Regions from separate parts of the Arachis hypogaea genome. Here region 2 is linked to region 1. A link is a contact called in public Hi-C data. All regions are on one chromosome and are shown on one strand. Each heading gives the region's core, a stretch centred on a gene start, on an enhancer-like site or on the middle of the called end of the contact. The rest is flanking DNA. Distances are from core to core; before and after follow the strand shown.

The links. Hi-C and Micro-C count contacts between places; a contact is called where the count stands out from the background.
Region 2: a contact with region 1 is called in a Hi-C map of leaf, with 4 times the contacts expected there. The contact joins the promoter of LOC112754202 here to the promoter of LOC112754190 in region 1. A contact is called at or near these places in 3 of 8 Hi-C or Micro-C datasets (all in leaf).

Annotation. Positions count from the first base shown.
Region 1 is chr16:49,722,401-49,727,147 of arahy.Tifrunner.gnm2.J5K5, forward strand. It overlaps LOC112754190 (histidine--tRNA ligase, chloroplastic/mitochondrial), which reads right to left and starts at 2,522. Exons shown (of 11, transcript XM_025801757.3): 1 at 1,142-2,522; 2 at 910-1,005; 3 at 598-686; 4 at 365-494; 5 at 1-68. The coding sequence starts at 1,483.
Region 2 is chr16:49,877,173-49,882,342 of arahy.Tifrunner.gnm2.J5K5, forward strand. It overlaps LOC112754202, which reads right to left and starts at 2,795. Exons shown (of 17, transcript XM_025801767.3): 1 at 2,199-2,795; 2 at 1,978-2,100; 3 at 1,466-1,511; 4 at 1,215-1,372; 5 at 983-1,100; 6 at 433-515. The coding sequence starts at 2,078.

The DNA.
Region 1 (4,747 bases), core at 1,272-3,771:
ACATCGGAGTCTTTAATTCCTATTCGCTTGAATAAAGAGACGATAGACGATATAAGCTCTGCTTCAGCCTACAATATATATTAAAAAAAAAAAAGCTGACAAGAAAGCATATTAAAACTATCACAATTCAATGCATTCAACAATATTGTCAGCACAGTAATTCAAAAGTATAAGGTATACAAATGAGAACCAAGCATGAACATCCACCAAGCCATGTCTAATAGACAATATAAATAACCAAGAAAACAAAAAGCTCATGACTTTATTACAAGGAACATTCAGACAGTTTCATTATATGATGAAATAGTTCCTGCTGAATCAGACTGAGTTCCATGCTCAAGTGTGTGTAACATTTAGCACATACCATAACACCAGGAACACCAATGATGTCCATATTCCACTGGTAATGCTCACGACGGCGCCCCCTTGTCATTCTCTCATACCGCCAACATTGTCCAACAGTGAACCACTTCAATGGCAGTGGTACAGACTTGCTGGGAAGAAAAAGCACTAACATAAGGATGAGAATTTGACATCCACATGCAAAATCCACTATAGCTATACCGGTCAAATTGAAATATCAAAATTAAAATTTACCCTTTCTGTATCACCAGCCTTGCCAAAGACGGAGTAAGTTCTGGCCTCAGTGCAACACGACGATTACCCCGGTCTTCAAAACAATAAAGCTGCACAAACGAAAAGGTATAGATTACATTTTCGTATTCCTCCAAAACTTGTCGTTGCACTTTCCTTCTCTTCTATCTTAATTTATAATTTATGATTTCCTATATTCACAAATGATATTTCCTAACCACACTACAAGCATGCTGTTTCAGTGCAATTTCCGTCAAAGTACAATCCAGAGCACCATACGGAGACACTGACACATACCTAAAGCAAAAGAGTTACCTGGTCCTTAATCTCCTCCCCTGCTTTCCTAGTGAACAATGCCTCATTCTCAAGAACAGGAAAATCAACCTCCTCAAATCCATATAACCGCGAAACCTAATCCATCCAAATAGATAAATAAATTCCATAATCTGAAGCTAAACACTAGAACCAAATCGAATCATAAACAGGCATATGCATAAAGTAGTATTGAAGCTTTTCAAGTAAATTCAAGTGAAAAATCAAATAAAACCTCTTTGAAATTGTTGAAGAGCCAGTTGCGCAAGCGCATTTCCTCGGGGGGGAAATCACGCGTCCCCTTGGGAGGGTTCACGTCGATCCTCTGCACCTCTCCAGCGACTATAGGACCGGGAGATAAAGCTCCAGACCTTCCGCCACCGCCGCTCTGAGACTCGGTCTCCGCCGCCGGCGAGAGTGAAGAGTGGATTCTGGCGGCGGTGAACTTGATTCCATTGAAGGAGAGCAGTGAAGTAGAGAGCTGGTAGGTGAAGGAACGGAAGAGAGGGTTGAAGTAGGAGTTGAAGCGTGGCTGAAGGATGAGGTACGAGCACGACGAAAATGGAGTTGCAGGCATGGCTGCTGGCTTCTTGGCGGAAGAGACAGCACACACACGCTCTTTCTAGTTTCCTACATAGGCGGATAACGGTTTAGTGGGCTTCTTGGGCCCTCATGTAATTTGCGCCAAATCTTCCAAATTCAGTAAATTAGGCCCAAGTTGGGCCTCAAATGGCATTGTCAGAAAGAAAAGTAGAAAACAAAATCAAAACAAAAAAAAAAAATCTGACCCAAAAAAGAAAGAAAAAAAATTCAATACCAAAAATAAAAAGGAAACAAATAAAAAAAGGAACAAAACTAGAGTATAAAAAATATTATGAGAAATATTAAGGGGTGAACACTTTTTATTAAGAGTTTAATTTTGATTGACTGAAAGTGTAAAACTTTTTACATCGTCGTCCAATTGTATCCGTTCTTTTGAACCATCATTTATGTTATGCGGTTAATGGAAAAAAGTAGTTATTTTTGCTAACATGTAGTTACGTAATTCAATGCATATGTAAATTTTTTTATTAATATTAGACAACATTTTTAGCTAATGTTATTTTAATACTATTAAGATTTATGTTTTAGAATTTAGTATTTAAAGTATAAAGTATTGGCTAAAAATAATAAATTTTGACAAACATGTAGTATTGTTTTAAAAAATAAAAAAGAATTAAAAGAAACAAAAAAATAAAACAAAAATACTTATTCCCTTGTCATTTTCTGCATTGTTATCAAATTTCACTCTATTTCTAAAAAAAGACTCAATTTTATAAACCCTAAACCATAATTAGTGAAAAATAACTCTAATTACTAAAATACAAAATTTGTTTCTCATACTATTTCAATTGATCAAACTCGCATTTAGTTGAGGCAACAATATCTTTCAAACAAACAAGCAAGTTCATTTGGATAGGACAGGGAAGCACATGGTAGTGCTACATCTGGTTTGGATAGGTGAATACACCATCCAAGGGAATAGGAAAAGGGTGGAGGAAAACATGATGACTACAAGTCTACAACCATTTTAGAAACAGAAAAACAACAACACAGGGATTATAACTATTTCTATTAGCATCAGTTATTAGCAGTTACAATCTTATACAGACTTACTTCCAGCACAACATGAGCTGCATGGTGGCACAGAAACGTGCCACCTTCTGACAAGTGTCAACCAATCACAATCTGTTTTCGATTATTCAATTATTTGTTTATAAGTCTCTTTAGACAAACTGTAACTACCTCTTTTAATGAGGATTTTTTTTTTTGGCTAAAATTCGAATTAAAAATTTTATCGAATAAAACGAAGCATGAATAGCTACTGAATATATTGGTAAATTAGTAAAAAAGAAGAATGTATTACGGTTTAACATCGGAATTTATTAGTTACTTTATCTCGGTACCAATTTTATCATTTTAATAAAATTCTCATGTGATTTTCATACCCAAATTTAACTTCTTAATACTCAAGACACAACTATTGAAACAACTTGTATACATTCTATTACGAATTTATTTTTAATATATTGTCAATTATAAAAAAATTATATATAATTACGTAATAAAAATGATTATTATTCATATTTACATGGAGTAAACTCTTTTGTTATTAATTAAATATAAAGGAGCAAAGGCAAGGCAAGGCATGCATCATGGCACACATAGGAATGGATGTGACGCATCTAGACTACAAAGACTCAAAGAAACTGACCCATGTTACACATTTTTTGTTGGATGCAAAAGGCATAGAATCCGATAAAAAACAGCCTTGTGTTTATTATATCTCAATCACTAAACATAATTCAACACGGTTTTGCTCTTAGTGTCGTTTGGTCCATTACCATTTTACAAATTACAATACAAATTTAATGCATATTCTTATTAATGTGAAACTACCCAACACTACTAGTGCTGCTAACCCCCTGTTGGTTGTCTTTCTGGACAAATTTTACTTGTATGTCATCCATCATCTCATGTGCGACACCACTAGTAGTCTTGTTTATTTGGTTTTGTTCCTCCCAAATGGGTCTTTCTTATACTTTGTATTTTTATTCTTTTAAGTTTTCAGATGTAGACAATTTTTCATCAACATATTATTATTATTATTATTATTATTATTATTATTATTAGTTGAAATTATAAGGTGTTCATTAATAATTCAGATGAAGATCTTTTATTAATATGTAGGCATTGCACTTACCATATTTCTAAAAAAACAATGAAGAAAAATTGTTACACTATAAATACTTGAGAGTTGAGAATGGATCTTTTTAATTTTTTTTTTTCAATTGTTTTGTCAAGTATGATTTTTTATTATTCAACATCTTCTCTCATATTTTTTTTTGTCCCACTTAAAGAATGTATGATAAAAAAAAAACTATAAAATAACAATTGAGAGAAAAAATTAAAAAAGTCCATTTTCAAAACATTCTTCCTACTAATGGAATTAGTATAATGTAATAGTGGGTCAATGAAAAAAATATCTTAAGATGAGAGTTTCATAAGAGATTTTAAGTTTTTTCACAGTTAATACCAATCTATAATTTTAGGAAAAAAAAATTGTTTTCAACCCATAATTGGTCAACAAATAATAACAAAACAGAAAAAAAAATGTTAATTGATCTATTTGCATAAAAAAAAAATGGATTCTCATACCAATATTTTGTGTTAATGATGTCCATAAAAAATTTAGGAGTAAATATCCTCTTAAACCATTGTAACCCTTAGTTAAAGAGATGGAGGTTAAAGGAGTAAAACTACACTTAATAATTTTGTGATGAAATTATGGTGTGAATAAATAAGATTGATTGAGTCATTTTTTTGTTCCATTAGAAATTAGATAGAAAGTGATACAGAATGTAATTGAGAGTAAGATAAAAAATCAAAAAAAGGGACTCATTTACCCCACTTTAATTTCTTAATATAACAGTTAAGAGAATTACTTTACCTCTTCTGAACTAATGCAAGTTTCTCAAAGAAACTCAAAAAAATTTTCATTCATCAAAATCAATTCAGAAAGAGTATCAAGGAATCTTTAAATAGACTCTTCACAGATCAACTTAAGAATGAGCTAAATCTTTTTAGATATTTAATTTGAATTTAAATTTCTAAAGATAATTTAATTTAAATCAAATTTGATCTTTATTAGATTAGATTAGGTTTGATTTAAATTTAAACTTTTTAAAAATACTACTGAACAAATCATAACTAAATCAAATCTTCTAATAAATCCTAACAACAAAACAACTAAGCATAGACTAAAAAATCCTCATTAAAAGGTAGAGTAATTTTTTCTATG
Region 2 (5,170 bases), core at 1,545-4,044, 160 kb after region 1:
AGAATTGACTAGAAATATTGTATGGCTGTATCCAAAAGGGAAAAGCTTAGATATGTAGATGAAAATGAGTGCTCAAAAAGAAGTTTGGAAATAGCTAAGACCTAAGAAGTGGTCCACCTATACTATAAGTGGTACTACTGCCCAAACAACCAATAGCCACAAAGTTTCATATCTAACTTCTATCTCTAGTACTACTGTTTCAGGAACAAATGCATTTCAGCCACCACTAATAAATAAGTATGTGAAGGTAGACACTTTCAGTGTGAATTTTATGATTAAATGAAAGGATTATTGGATAAGACGATAAGTTAGCACCAATCACACATGTGGTTATAAGAGAACCATGTTTTTCAGATCATTATTGTGTTCACTAATCTCAAATTAAAAGAAACTAAGCAGTAAAGAGAAACACTTTATAACAAAGGACCAAACCTGTATGACCAATCTAAAATGGGATTCACTCTCATAAAAGCTGGCCACCCAGGTGAACTAGGGGAGAATTGTTCCTGGCCAACCTGAAAGATTAGAGGGCACATATAAATAGAATATTCAATATTCCTATTTTCAGAAACCATGCTAATCAAATGTTAGTTTAAAGCATAAAAGATGCATTTTGGGATTAATGGTATTACTGACAATGTTACTCGACTACTGCATTGGGAACATTTTGAAGCTTTAACGGCATGTAATGTAATAAGCTACATTTAGAACATTGAAACTTATTATGTAACTAATTTTTTCCTCATAACGTATATCTATGATAAGTATAGACATCGCTTTTGATTAAGGATTGTATATGCAAAATTTTCTCTTTTGTAAATTGCTTCTAGATTTTGCTTTTAAAAAGTGTCAAGCATCTGAGTAAAATCTTATGACGTAGAATAACAGAATGGGCTTTCGCGTTTAGGAGTCAATAAATCAGAGAGAAAAAAAAAACAAGACAATTGAAAAAGGCCCTCTCATGGTGAAACAATAGGAATACCGCAGTAGGGTCTCCAATTCGAACTCCAAGGAAAATTGCTCGAATTGGCTTCTCCTTTAGCAAAGCCTCCAAACCAGATTTAAAATCTGTGCAAATGGTGTCAATTTGCAAACCATAGCTGCTCAAGAACAAATTATCAGAAAGAAGAAAATATCTCTTTTCCATGTTATCTACACTGCAATTACAATTCAAAGAATAATCAAAAGTATAAGGAAGAGAAAGCTTCACTAACGTGGCAGCTGTATCATAAGTGAATGAGTTAATTTCTGGGAAAGCACTAGGAGTCTCAAAATATATTGTTCTAATTGGAAAATCGTTCAGATCCCCATTGGCACTATTTTGTCCCCCTTTATGCAAAAAATAGCCCGCCCTAAGTAGATGTAACAAAACCTGCATGTCAAAGCTTATTGTCACATTAACAAGCTCATGAATACTGATGGATGATTAAAAAAAAAGAACTAAAATACACATGTTAAAACTTACCGTTGAATCCTTTCCACCATTGAAACTGAAAGCAACCTCTTCAATGCTGTATGAAGAAACACATTAATACATGCAGCACCAGTAAAATTACAATGATGAGATTGAAAATTAAGATCACCATTTTCTTTTATAGTTCAATACAGGCATGACCGATAAATCTCTTCGACTAACATAGACCTAGCAAAACCTTGTCCGCACACCATCAGCCATTGGTTACATTTTCATTAACACGGAAATTCCGGTGACTATCTTCAGGCAGCCAATCATTTCCAAAAAGGACAATACAACCGAGGAAGGAAATTCAATATTACCCAAGAATTTTGACAAAATAGATCCAACATGAATCAAACATCCATCCACATTGAGTGTATATTCATCTTTCTAGTTAAAACAACTACAAACCAACCAATAAATAAAATCCAATCCCAGACTCAAATCAAGCTCTCTAAGTCTAGGATAACAACCACCCAATAAATCAGCAAATCCCAGCTCATAGTCATAGAAATACTTACGAATACAAAGCCAAAGCTCTCTGAATAACATAGGTGGCGTTATTGTACTTGGTTTGAAGCCTTCTATCGCTACACTCCCTGATTGCTCTGTCGATCTCCATGGTGACCCGCAAACACAGAAACCTGAGAAAAGAAGGAAAACAGAACAATTGAACACAAAAATTACAGCAAATGAGACTCCAAAAAGATTACAAGTTGAAGCTGTTTGGTGAAAAGCAAACCAGGGTTTTCGTCAAAAAGAGATCTTCTCTTCCTTTCTTTCTTTTTCCCGCAAGTTCGAGATCAGCCTGCGGGGGAAGCTGAGGTGTCAATGAAAAGCAGTGTTCTTCGTTCTTGTGATTGAGAATTGAGAAGTGAACAATGATTATCCCCTTTTGGAATTTGGAATCAAAAGGGGTTTAGGGGAAAGAGAGATTTTTTTTTTTCTCTTCTTTTCTTTCCCTTTTGGAATTAAGAATTGGACATGGGAATTTGGATGGCGGAGGTTGTTTGTGTGAGCCACAAAACGGAAACTGAAATAACAAGAACGGTCCAACGTTTTGTTTTGTGTGCGAATTGTGATGTTATCATGTGTGTGCGGTTTTTGGGAATTTGAGCAAAGCACGTATGATATGAAATTAGGGAATATCCTTTTCAAGACATTCTAACTTCGAAGCAAATCATATATAAACTGCTTCCGTATTAGTCCCTCATAAGTCATAATTTGCACTTCTCACTTTCATTCTCTTTCACTAATCATAACGGAGAGAGATTCCGGATAATTTCTGTTCAAATTCAATTTCCTTTCTTTTCCCTAATGATTGGATTCAGTAATATATTTATGGCTTTGTTTTTTGTGGGAAAAGTATTATCCGAACCTTGATGGACCAGATGGAAAGATGCTATTTTAATGGCCAGAATTGCATCGGTACGAGATTCATTGGAAATTATGTATTTGATCCAAAGTTTGATAAAATTATAAACCGGTTCAACTTGGTTTGGTTTCATTTAACTCTTATGACTCGGTTTATTAGTTTTTTGGATGAAATGGGTTAACTTTTTTGTTCATTATGATATCTGGATCGTGGGCTACCATTATCCCCCCAAAAAAACGTGTGAAACAAGACCCAGACCCCAAAAAAGCACACATAATTATCATCGACGTTCTAATAGTCATCATTCGCATGGCGGTGATGAAATGGAGAGGAGATTTGGTGAGGTGAGGCATCGGCACGACGTCGGCCACTTAGGGAGAGCTCCGTAAGCCCATCGATGGAACTCGATGCCAATGAGAGGGTTCGAGGATGGGAGATTGAATGGTGGAGGTGTTTGACGGTCTAATACAGAGCGGCGACGGCACCTAGTGAGCGTTGCAGATCTTGGGAGACAGGACACAGCCGCTTTGAAGACACAGCGAAACTATGAGGATGCGGTCGCGTGAAACGGTGTTTCGAAGAAGAAGTTCGTAAGACAGCGGTAATGGAGGTGGAAACGAAGATACAAGACCCGCGTGGAGGAGAGGAACTTGTGTGGGGATGGGGAAGTTGTTGAATTCGGGTTGGATCATCGTAATGGACTTGGACTCCCGTCGAAAAAAAGGGCTGAATACTGTTCCACACGTTAATAATGTTATCCCAACCCTCCTGTACAACTGGTCAAGTAGCACTTCTATATAGACAATTGGACATGTACCTGGAAATTCTTGATGCAGATGCAAATGTTGTGATATTCAATCGCAACTGATTTCAAGATTAACCTTAATTTGGTATATGAGAAATATTTATCTGTCCTTATTAAGTCGTTGTATTTACACCAAAAGTTAAAAGACATAAAATGCACAGAATTAATAATGGAGCAACCAACTGAAGTAAAACAGTACTAGCAAGTGTAATGTAAGCATTGCTAATGGAATTCAGTTTGGGTGACCAAGCTGCGACGCAATAACAGGTCGCAGTAGAAGGCATGAACATTGTACGCAAACAACACCCCTGCGATATGTGGTTAATAGTAACTGTATCAAGAAACGTAGTACATTGTTTTCCCAGGAATGAGTACATCAGGTAATGAAATTCTCAAAAAGTGATACATAAAGATAATCCACAAAATACAAGTCTGGTTAACAACATAAGGATAGCAAGATTCAGGAGCTTGCAGCGTCGTTGCTCCATCGGACCTGCAGTACTGTGACTGGCTCAGTTGACATGACCTCAAAGATCCCACACCTCCGGGCTCGAATTTGCACAGGCTAGCAAAATGTGCCTAGCCTCCGGAGATGACCCCGAAGCTACCGTCTTGCTTGCCACTAAATTTGGTGTAGGTGGCCTCGACCTCAATGTGTCCGTGTGATAGGATGAGTGTGTGTCTCTGACCAGTGAAATGGCTCAAATGAGGGACATTTGGCTGATTATAGCATAGCAATAGATCATTAATAGAGAAAAAACTTATTGACGAAGACACGTACAAGAAAATGAATTGGTGCCTTACCAACAGGTGGGAGGACAAGACGCGGCTAGTGAGGTCCATGACAAGGAATGACCATTTGGTCTTGTGTATTTCAGCTATCACTTTCGCCTTGTGTGACGAAGGATTGTTGATACAGCGGGCACGCCGGTAAGTACCTTTTGCTTTGTATGGCGGTTCCTCGGATGGTCGGGGCTGGTATGTGTTTTCGCGACCACCGAAGTCGAAGATACGTACTTGGAATTCAAAGTTGCCCTTGTGTTTGAAAAGAAGCATGGAGTCTAAATTAATTCGGTACGTCTGGTAGAACTCTGGCCAACCACGGGTCAATGCGATGCTACCATTTTGCTGTTATTTCCAGAAGCACCGATGGCCGATACCTAGAGGTGGCAATATGTACCCTACCCACAGGTACCCAACCCGACCCCACCTGATCGGGTAGGGTTGCCAACCCGATCCGCAGCGGGTAGGGTAGGGTGCGGGTAGAGTTCTCGTGCGGGTCGGGTAGGGTGCGGGTTAAGCCTCAACCCTACCCGACCAACCCACACTCTATATATGTTTATGTTATATACTTATATAAAAATATGTTTTAAGTGGATGTTGAATCAAAGACCTCTCACTGAATGCAAAAGATCCTTAACCACTAAAAAAATTATTAATTGATAATTTAATTTTTTTATATAAAAATCAGTTCTATTTTAAATTATCATCAAGTTATATAATAATGTTGTATATTTTTTGTAACCCGTGGGTA